2 separate regions of the Mus musculus genome follow, and region 2 is linked to region 1. The links are chromatin contacts, called in public promoter capture Hi-C maps. All regions are on one chromosome and are shown on one strand. The core of a region is the stretch at or near the end of the contact, and the rest is flanking DNA. Distances in the headings are between cores, read along the strand shown. Region 1 holds the start of 1700007K13Rik (RIKEN cDNA 1700007K13 gene). Region 2 holds the start of Rapgef1 (Rap guanine nucleotide exchange factor (GEF) 1).

The links. Promoter capture Hi-C pulls out the DNA fragments that hold promoters and counts their contacts.
Region 2: a contact with region 1 is called in a promoter capture Hi-C map of hematopoietic stem and progenitor cells, with 2.9 times the contacts expected there. The contact joins the promoter of Rapgef1 here to the promoter of 1700007K13Rik in region 1. A contact is called at or near these places in 2 of 39 promoter capture datasets (hematopoietic stem and progenitor cells and liver).

What each region holds. Positions count from the first base shown.
Region 1 is chr2:28,464,176-28,468,869 of GRCm38.p6, forward strand. It overlaps 1700007K13Rik (RIKEN cDNA 1700007K13 gene), which reads right to left and starts at 2,149. Exons shown (of 3, transcript NM_027040.1): 1 at 1,859-2,149; 2 at 962-1,040. The coding sequence starts at 2,094. Mrps2 (mitochondrial ribosomal protein S2) reads left to right here and starts at 3,891. Exons shown (of 4, transcript NM_080452.3): 1 at 3,891-3,967; 2 at 4,068-4,184; 3 at 4,646-4,694. The coding sequence starts at 3,925.
Region 2 is chr2:29,617,034-29,621,727 of GRCm38.p6, forward strand. It overlaps Rapgef1 (Rap guanine nucleotide exchange factor (GEF) 1), which reads left to right and starts at 2,687. Exons shown (of 26, transcript NM_001039087.1): 1 at 2,687-3,030. The coding sequence starts at 2,970.

The DNA of each region.
Region 1 (4,694 bases), core at 899-3,398:
GGGGCCTGCCCGCTCTTGGCTCTGCACAGTCAATGCATTCTGACAGTCCATAATAATAAATATCCACCAGTGCCGTAGCTGACAGAATAATACTAAGAGTTGCTCACAGGGTGCAGTGGACTGAGTCAGAAAGCTGACAAGTCAACCCCAGAGAACAGGACTAAGAAGCACGGAATACCTACCCCCTAGCTTGCCTCTGATACCCGCGGCTTGTGGCCCATGACCTGCTAACCTGGGTGAAAGCACCACTGTTGAAAAGAGCAGCTTCTTCTCCGTGGCCTTTTACAAAGGCAGAACAGAAACCAGGGGTGTGGCTCAGTGGACAGATCACCACGTCTAACGTCTGCAAAGCCCTGGCACTGCACATCTTTTAAGCCAGCACTTTCGAGGTGCAGGCAGTTCAAAGCTTTGAACTGATTCAGAACTAGCCCTGGCTAACTTGAGACCAAAGGCACTTATTACCAAGCCTGGTGAAAGGAGAACCAGCTCTTACACGTGGCCCTCTGACCTCCAACCACGTGTGGCATGGCGTACCCCCACACAGAGACAAGGCGAATGTATTTAAGAAGGTATGGGCAGCAGTTCCCATGTTCCTGCTTCCCACAGAAACACCTTGCGTCTGATTTTGGAACACAGACTCTTTCCGTGGACAGGCTCTTCCGAGGAGTTCTGCCACTCGTATGAACGCTTGACTTCACTAATTGGCCTTCGAGTGCCCGGGCAAAGGTGTGCGTGCCTGTCTGATGGGGAGGAGAACGTGGAAGCAAGTTTACTTGGACTTTCCTGTCTACAATCTATTCTGCTTTGAAATTGCATTCTATCATCTCTCTGCCCCGCCTTGTCCTAACTCGATTTGAGGTGCCATGCATTTACAACGTGGGACGCTGATTCCCAACTCTGACTCCTCATAAGTCTGCTTTTCCAGATGGCCCTCGTCCTGGCAGGCCTGGCTTGCACTTACTGGCATCTCATGCACCGTGGGGGCTCTGCTTCCGTAGGTTTGGTTACTGGTCCTGTACATGGAAACAGCTTCCTTGGTCCTGTGGGAGAGAGATGCACTGTTTCTCACACATACTCAGAATAAGTCAGCCAGGTCATAGCCTGGAAGAATTTGATTGATGGAACTTTATTGTCCCTGACGGTGGCAATACCATGTCCACGGGGCTCCCACTGAGAGCACTCTCTCCCAGCAGACCTTTCTCTCTGGCCTCCTCTGCTGGCCATGGCCCCTGATCTTTCCAAAGGGAAACCCTAGAGAACACCCAGCCAGCAAATGCTGGCGGAGGGGTCTTGGTGGGACTTTGGCACAGACTACCACTGCCAGGTATGTAAGCTACCTCGGAGACAGCGTCTCAACTTCCAGACCCTGGAAGTCCCTCTGCTTTTGAGCCCCAACCTTACAGAGGCCAAGCTCCTGTCAGGAGGGAAGGAGGTAAGAAATCTAGTTTGTGAGACTGTGGCCTGTGATAGAGGCTACCAGCCGCTCTTCTTCACACCCGAGGCCTCAGCAAGTTGTCTTCTTACTCGTGGAAAGGGAGTGTGCCTGCACCAGCTTCACACAAGTCAAGAAGGTTTCCATCCTTACTTCCCCGAAAACCAGGCTGCCCTGTAAGGTGTACAGCTTTCAGGGAAGCTTTAAAAATAGAGACATCCCCTGCCTGCAACAAGGCTATATTCACACACGTTCACTCTGTGGTTGCTCAGACAGCAGGACCCTAACAGTAATGATGACACAAATAAAGGTTCATGACTGGCTCCTTTTGACCTCAGTAGCCACAGCCACTTGAGAGTTCTCAAACACATGGCCAAAGCTAGGGCCGCCCTGCTGCATGAAGAAGGTAACCTCAGTCTTCCTTACCCGTAGCCATGAAACCACCCCGGGTTGTTGAACCTGACTGGGAGCTTCTCGCTAATGCGGTAGTAGTCGCTGGTCTTCTCTGGGGCAGGCTTAGCCTTGGGCTCCCCCGGCTCCGGCTCCTCTGGGGCAGGCTTAGCCTTGGGCTCCCCCGGCTCCGGCTCCTCTGGGGCGGGCTTAGCCTTGGGCTCCCCCGGCTCCGGCTCCTCCGCGGACTGTTGAGGTTTTTCTTCAGACATTTGGCCTCCCGCAGGAAACTAGCCCAGATCAAGTCTGTGCCTGCTGCGGCAAGGCGTCCTGTTGCTAGGCAATGAAGTCACCTGATCAGGAGGTGGGGCGGTCTTTTGTAGGTTGCTTTGGCTAGCAGCTAGCTGTAGGCAAGTCTAGAATCTTCCCGAGGGCGAATAACAAAGGAGACCGTAAGTTCTAAACAAGGAATTCCAAGCTTCCACACGCTGCTCCTCAGGGAGATCCGCTGACCTTTTTCTGGGACTGTGGGAACATCCTTGTATCGTCCCAAAATGCACTAGGAGGCAGATCCTGGACGAATGAAACCTTAGAACCTGGGATTTCACCAGCCAATAGGCAGGAATTAGGTGCTTCCAATCTCTGCCTGAGCAAGTACAAGTCTGTCGTTTACTGTCCTGGCCATGGCCTCTATCACCCAATACCCCCACAACTCAGCCTAAATCTAGATGTGAGGTGCTGCTAAATTTAGGGAATCCTAGGCCATATATTGGTGAAATATAAAAAATGATCTTGTGAACCATGCACATAGTTCAGCATTAATGACGTGCTAGCGCAATGCCAGGAGGCAGATCTCTGAGTTCGAGGCCAGCCTGATTTAAAAAGAGAGTACTAGACCAGTCAGGAGTATATAGTGAAACCCTGTCTTAACAACAATAATAAAAATAAATAGTAATTTTAAAACAAACAATAAAAAATTACTTAGGGCACAGTGTGGTGGTGTGCACCAATAATTCCAACACCCAGGGGACAGAGGCAGTCAGATCTCTATGAATGTCTGGCCAGTCAGGGAGATTGTTGTTGTTGTTGTTGCTGTCATCGTCGTCGTCATCATTGTCAATGTCATCGTTGTTGTCGTCATAGTTTAATGTAATTTGGGGATGGAGAGATGGCTCAGCAATTTAGGGCATTCATTGCTCTTGTAGGGAACCTGGATTCAACTCCCAGAGCCTACAAGGTGACTCATAAACACTTTTAACTCTAGTTCCTGGAGGTCAGACACCTGCTCTCCACAGGGACAAGGCACTCACAAGGTACACATACATACATGTAGGCAAAAAATAAGTAAAACTAAAACAAATGTTAAAAAATAAAAAAAATGCATGCTGGAGCGACGACTCAGCAGTTAAGAGCACTGACTGCTCTTCCACAGGTCCTGAGTTCAATTTCCAGCAACCACATGGTGGCTCACGACCATCTGTAATGGGATCTGATGCCCTCTTCTGGTGTGTCTGAAGATAGTCACAGTGTATTCATATACATAAAATAAATAGTTTTTTTTAATGCACTTATAAAACAAACAATAAACGGGGCGGTGGTAGGGCATGCCTTCAATCTCAGCTCTCCAGAGGCAGAGGCGGGTTGCTCTCTGAGTTCAAGCCAACCTGGTCTACATAGCGAATACCATGACAGTCAAGGCTCAAGGCTACGGAGAAACCGGGTCTCAGGAAAAACAAAACAAAACAAAACAAAAACAAAAACAAAAACAACAACAAAAAAAAACAGCAACCCTAAAAACAACCTCTAAAAACCAATTTGAACAAGAGGGTCGCCTCCTCCAGAGGATGCTGTAATTTTATCGAGAGGAACGAGCTGTGGGTGAGAGGTCGCTCATTCTAGCTCAGCCCCACGTCCCAGCTGAGTGCAGACCACTGGTCACAGTGCCAACTCGCCCATTTACAAGGATGCGGGCGCAGCGAGCGGTGCACAGCGGAGAGGGTCCTCCGGGCCAGCAAGCGGCGCTGCGACCCCGCGCGCTCAGAGGAGGAGGCGCTCTGCCGGGCAGGAAGAGTCTCTGCAGGATCTCTGTCCACGCGCCCGCCATGGCGCCCGCTCCGGCCGTGCTGACCCGGCTGCTGTGTGCAGGTGAGCGCGGTGAATCTCGGAGATGGGGGGAACCCGGGGATCCGAGAGGGGAGGACAGGGACGAGGGTTGGACGCGCCCCCACCGGCTCTTTCCCCGCAGGTGTGCGGCGCTGGCCAGGTTTCCTGCAGAAGGCGATCCCGGGCCCTGCGGAGCAGAATGGTAGGAAGGTCACGGGAGCCCCGGTCCCCGCAGTCAGCGAGCCCCAGGATGGCGACGGTAAAGATCAGCGGGTGGAGCTGGGCCGGGGCGCGGAATCGTGGAGAGGTTGTCATTGCAGGGTCCCCAAAGGAACCCAGTACCAATCTAAGTGTGGTGGGAGGGAGATAGAACCCCTGTGGCCTGGTAGCTCTCGAAACCCGTGAAGACTTACTTTTGTATCTGTCCATCTTGCTGGTCTTCTGGAGGGGCGTTTAAGGCACCCGAAGTCAACGAGGCCCCTGGTTCGTTTTCCTCTTACATCTGTGGAGATTAAGGGAAGAGGACTTGGCCAGGTTTTCCCCGCACACAGTCACTTTAGACCTTGACACTAGTCCCTCGGTGTTGCAAAAATGCCCCTGTGTCTTCCAGATCTTTCCTGGCGTTTCCTCACAGCTTTGAGTTTCCCACTCCCAGGAGACTGGTGAGTCTTTGGTTGGTTGGTGATGGGCCACAGTGTCTGCCCTTACTCTCTTTTTCAGATTTCCAGAGCAGGATCCTAGATACGCCATTACAGCATTCGGATTTCTT
Region 2 (4,694 bases), core at 1,437-3,936, 1.2 Mb after region 1:
AGAGCCATCATTAAAAATAAGGATTGAAAACATTAAAGTTACACTTCTGAGACAGGGTCTCTTATTGAAACTGGATCTCATTTCTTGGCTAGCCTGGTTGGTCAGTGACTCTCCAGGACCCTCTTCCAAACCTCTCCAGAACTAGGATTACAGGAGTGTACTGCTGTGCCCAGCTTTTGGCGGGTGCCAGAGATTTGAACTCAGGTGTTCATGCTTGCATGACAAACACTTTAGCAACTGAGCCCTCAGCCCCTCATGTCAGATTGGTTTTTTTGTTTGATGGTTGGTTGGTTGGGGTTTTTTTTTTTTTTTTTTTTGGTTTTTTTTTTTTTTTTTTTTTTTTTTTTGCTTTTAAAAAAGTATCTTAAAATTTTGTTTATTGAGTGCACACCTGTGTGTGCATTAGAAAGCTCGGAGCCTCAGGAGCTGGTGTGATAGACAGTTGTGAGCCCTAGACATGGACCCTGGGAACTGACAACACATTGATTGCTTTTGACAGTGTGTAGAGAGGTGGCCTGAGCCCAGAGCATGTGGCCATCACTTGTATCTTGGTTATCTGCAGTTGGATCTGACTGGGTCCTGAGTTTCTTTCTTTCTTTTTTTCTCTTTCTCTCTTTCTTTCTTTCTTTCTTTCTTTCTTTCTTTCTTTCTTTCTTTCTTTCTTTCTTTCTTTCTTTCTTCTCTGGCTGTCCTGGAACTCACTCTGTAGACCAGACTGGTCTTGAACTCAGAAATCAGCCTGCCTCTGCCTCCCATGTGCTGGGATTAAAGGTGTGCGCACCCAGCTCCTGTCTGAGTTTCTGACCACGAAAGCCAGCACCTGGTTGATAACCAGGAGGAAGCTGGTACTGTGGGGCCTCAGGGAAGGGTTCTAAGGGTGAATAACAAAGAAACCCGAAAGATGGTGGCGTGTCCGTGGAGAGGAGGGGCAAGAACATTCTAGCAGCTGGAGTGGCCTAGGAGGACAAGCTAAGTTAAGGCAAGGAAAAGGGAGGCTTTCACCCTCGATTAGCTGGCTCTTAATCCCGAGTGTGTGCTACTATGGCTATGAGCACCTTGGAACCTTAGGAAGCAAGTTCTACGAGTCTGCTTGGCATCGATACTTTTTGCAAATTCCTCGCTATCTGATATGCAGCAATTTATCACATGGATTTGATCTTGTTCTTAGGAACCTCAAACCTGACTGCGCCTACATTTATTGTTCCATTCCTCACTTCAGAATTTGGGGCATGAAATATTGACGCTCTGAGCTCAGAAGTCTGGAAGGCTAAGCACCCAGGGAGAGCTGGAGGGCGGGCCTTGAGCGATTCGCCAATTTTGCCTTGCTGATGCAGCTTCCACCAGAGCAGAGCAGAGCCATTCTGGCCCTGAGCAGCCATTTGTCAACTTGAAAAGGGAAATGAATTTGTCAATCTTTGGCTTGGCCTTTGACCCCTAGAGGGTTCGGACCCATGGCTCTGGAAATTTGGCTGCCGATTGTAGGCAGCCCTCAGTCACAGAATCAGGGGACTGTAGAGTATAGGGAGATGGAAATAGAAATCTTTGGTGGCATCCGTCACCCTGAACTTCTCCCTGCACATCTCTCAAGGTTTGCCCTACCACTAGCTTACATATCTAGAGGCAAAGCAGACTTCTAAGTGTTCTTAAGTTACATAGTGTGTCTCTGTGTGTGTGTATATGTGTGTGTGCAAGTCAGAGAACACTCTGCAGAAATTGGTTCTCCCTCAGCCGTGTAGGTCTAGTCAAGTTCGGCAGCAGTTGCATTTACTTGCTGAGCTATCTTGGATGGTCCCTAGCCTAGCACTCACTTTCTCTCTCTCTCTCTCTCTCTCTCTCTGTGCGCGCACACATGTGCTTGCACACTCGCTGCTGATGTGAATTCCATCTTAGCTAAAAACAGTGAGCAGGGAGCGCCCTTCCCTGTATCTCTTGTCTTGCTAAAACGTATTGCTCACTAATACTTAATGATATGATTTGACTCTCCAACCTATTCATGAGCTTGTTTGAAGGGAAGAATCCACTGGGTTAGTCATGGTAGGATATGACATCATACATAGCAAAGGTTCTTTGAATGCCTAAAATGAACTGTAAACGAACTCATTTGCATACTAGAAAAGACTGCTCTTTAAGCTGGATGTTCCCATTGGAGGGTTTCGTGAGCAAAGCAAACCAGATCTTCTGTGTCACTCCAGGTCTGGGCCTCAGCCTTGGCTTGGAGGATCGGGGCCCACATCTGGCTAAAGGTTCTGCCTTTCACTGGCCCTTGAGACTCACATAGTGTGTATGGGGGATGACGGGGTGAAGGTGGGTGGCAGTCCCAAACGTTGTTGAGCAGGCTTCTTGTGTTTTCAGTGTTGTTGAGTCTAGTTTAGGATCAATTAGAGGAGCTTTGGGCCTGAGGAGGATGCTGAACTTGGGTAACAGACACGGAAAGCTAGCCCACAACTTGAGATGGAAAACTCTGGGTTACCGGAGGCTCTGATCTTTGATGGGAGGGCATGCGGAAGTCCTGAATTGGAGCTGTCAGTCATAGGTTTGATCTCTTTCTCTGTGTCTGAGGAAAGGGGTGGGGTCTATACCGAGCTGTGGCGCGGAGGACTCCAAGCCGGTAGAGGGCGCTGCGCCTCGCGCCAGGCTTAGTTCGGCTCCGGGCCATCAGGGGGCGCTGTGGCGCGAGCGGCGCGGTGGGCTTCCGGCAGGTGGCGCCGTGGCCGCGGGGCCCAGGCCGGCGGGCGGGCGGCGGCGCGGCGCTGCGGCCGGCGGCTCGCGGCCCCGGAGCGGCGGCTGCGCGGGAGGTGGAGCGGCGGAGTGGCAGGCCCGGTGCGGGCTGGAGCGCGGGCGGCGAGCGCACGAGCCGCGGCCGCGCGGAGCCCGCCATGACGGCGCGAGTGTGAGGCGCGGCGAGCACCGGTCCAGTAGAGCGGCGGGCGCGCCGGCCTCTTATCCCGCAGCGGCCGGGCCGGGCCCTGATGAGCAGCGGCCTCGGCCTCCGGCGCAGCCCGGAAATGTCCGGCAAGATCGAGAAAGCAGGTGAGGCGGGCGGGCGGGCGGGCGGCGCGCCTCCTGGCCTCGTGCGCTAGACCCCCAGTCCGGGCCCCAGCCTGGCAGCGACGCCGCGAGGGCCATCTTTGAACCGGGCCTGCCCGGCGGCGGGGGGCCTGTGATGCTAGCAGGATTCTGGGGGAGCGAGTGGAGGTCCCTGTAGCCTTGTTCCCTGGAACATCCCACAATGGCTGGAGCCCGGGACCCTTAGGAGGCCTGGCCCCGACCGCATGCAGAAGAGCAGGCGCGCTCCAGAGGTGATCGGCAGCCCAGTTATAAAATGTGTCACTCCTAATGAGCCTCGAGTTTAACCACAAGTGTCCACTTCGGTGGCTTCAAAGGACAGCAGGCTAGGGTGTGTTGGAGCGATGTTTCAGGGAGCAGCCAAGTTGTCCTCTAATATTTCTGCCTTGCTCTGCAAGCAGGGCAAGTGGAGAGTCATTGGGGATGGGGGAATAAGGTGGATGCGATCTTGGTGCAAACCTCATCTCTTTGTGTGTTCCTGGAAATCTTGGGGAGTCGCCTCCCAGTTTTTCCCCCGCCCCCCGGCTTGCATATTCTGGGAGTTAGATACTCCCGAGAGTCAATTACTGTTGTGCATATGGGGCCCAGAGCTTAATTAGCCGTCAAGCAGGGACTCCTTTTACGGGAGGGCGGGTTCTTGGCTGGTAGGTAAGGTAGGCAGTGAGTGGTCCAGGGCCTGGGTTGGGGGTTGTCACAGTGGGGATACCCAGTTATCCTGGAAACTTAGTAGAGAAGGCAGACTTGTAAGAACCTGAAAAGGTGTTCGGCCGCACTAATTTTTGGAAGCTGCCATTTCATAGGTGGACTTGAGGATATTTGGATGTATATTAGCAGGGGACCAACCAGCAATGAATGTAACTTTTGCAGCCCTGGTTTAAACACAGGGACAAACGTTTTGGTATTCTCTTTTGAGCTATGTGTCTTCATTCTGTGTTTGGTCTCTGGGTTGTGTTGTTTATTAAACGTACTTGAAGATTGCCTGCCAAAGTATGGTCTCTGTTTTCAGGACCCAGAGAGGTTCAGTGAATGTTTGTAGCCCACCCAGCAAGGGGCATAGGTAGGGTATTGACATCTGTCTTCTGACAAGAAGTAGGATAGCATTCCCGTGGCTGGACTGTTCCTTTTCAGATGCTGTTTCTGGGGTGTTTGTCTCCTTGTCCTCTTGCCCCGGGGCCTTGTCTAGTGACTATGAGTCGCTTTCCTGAATACGTGCTGCTCTGGAAATATCCCTGACCCATCTGTGCAGCCCTGCTTAGGAACTCCTGATAGTGTCTCATCCGAATGGCACTGTTGGGAAACTTGGATGATTTATTTAAAAATAGCATTGATGCGCTGGAGAGACGGCTCACCAGTCAGGAGCACTTGTTGCTCCTGAGCAGCCTGGTTTGGTTTCTGGCAACCGCGTGCCGGCTCACAACCATCTTTAACTCCAGTTTCAGGGGGTCTGATGTCCTCTTCTGACCTCCATGGGCACCAGACTCACATGTGGTGGTGCACAGACACATAGACAGGCAAAGATTTATTGGTTGTAAAATGAAATAAATACATCTAAAATACATTTTAAATAGTGTTAGCTGAGTTTTCTTTATCAGAACAGCATGTGTCATTATGAAGAATTTGGAAGTCCT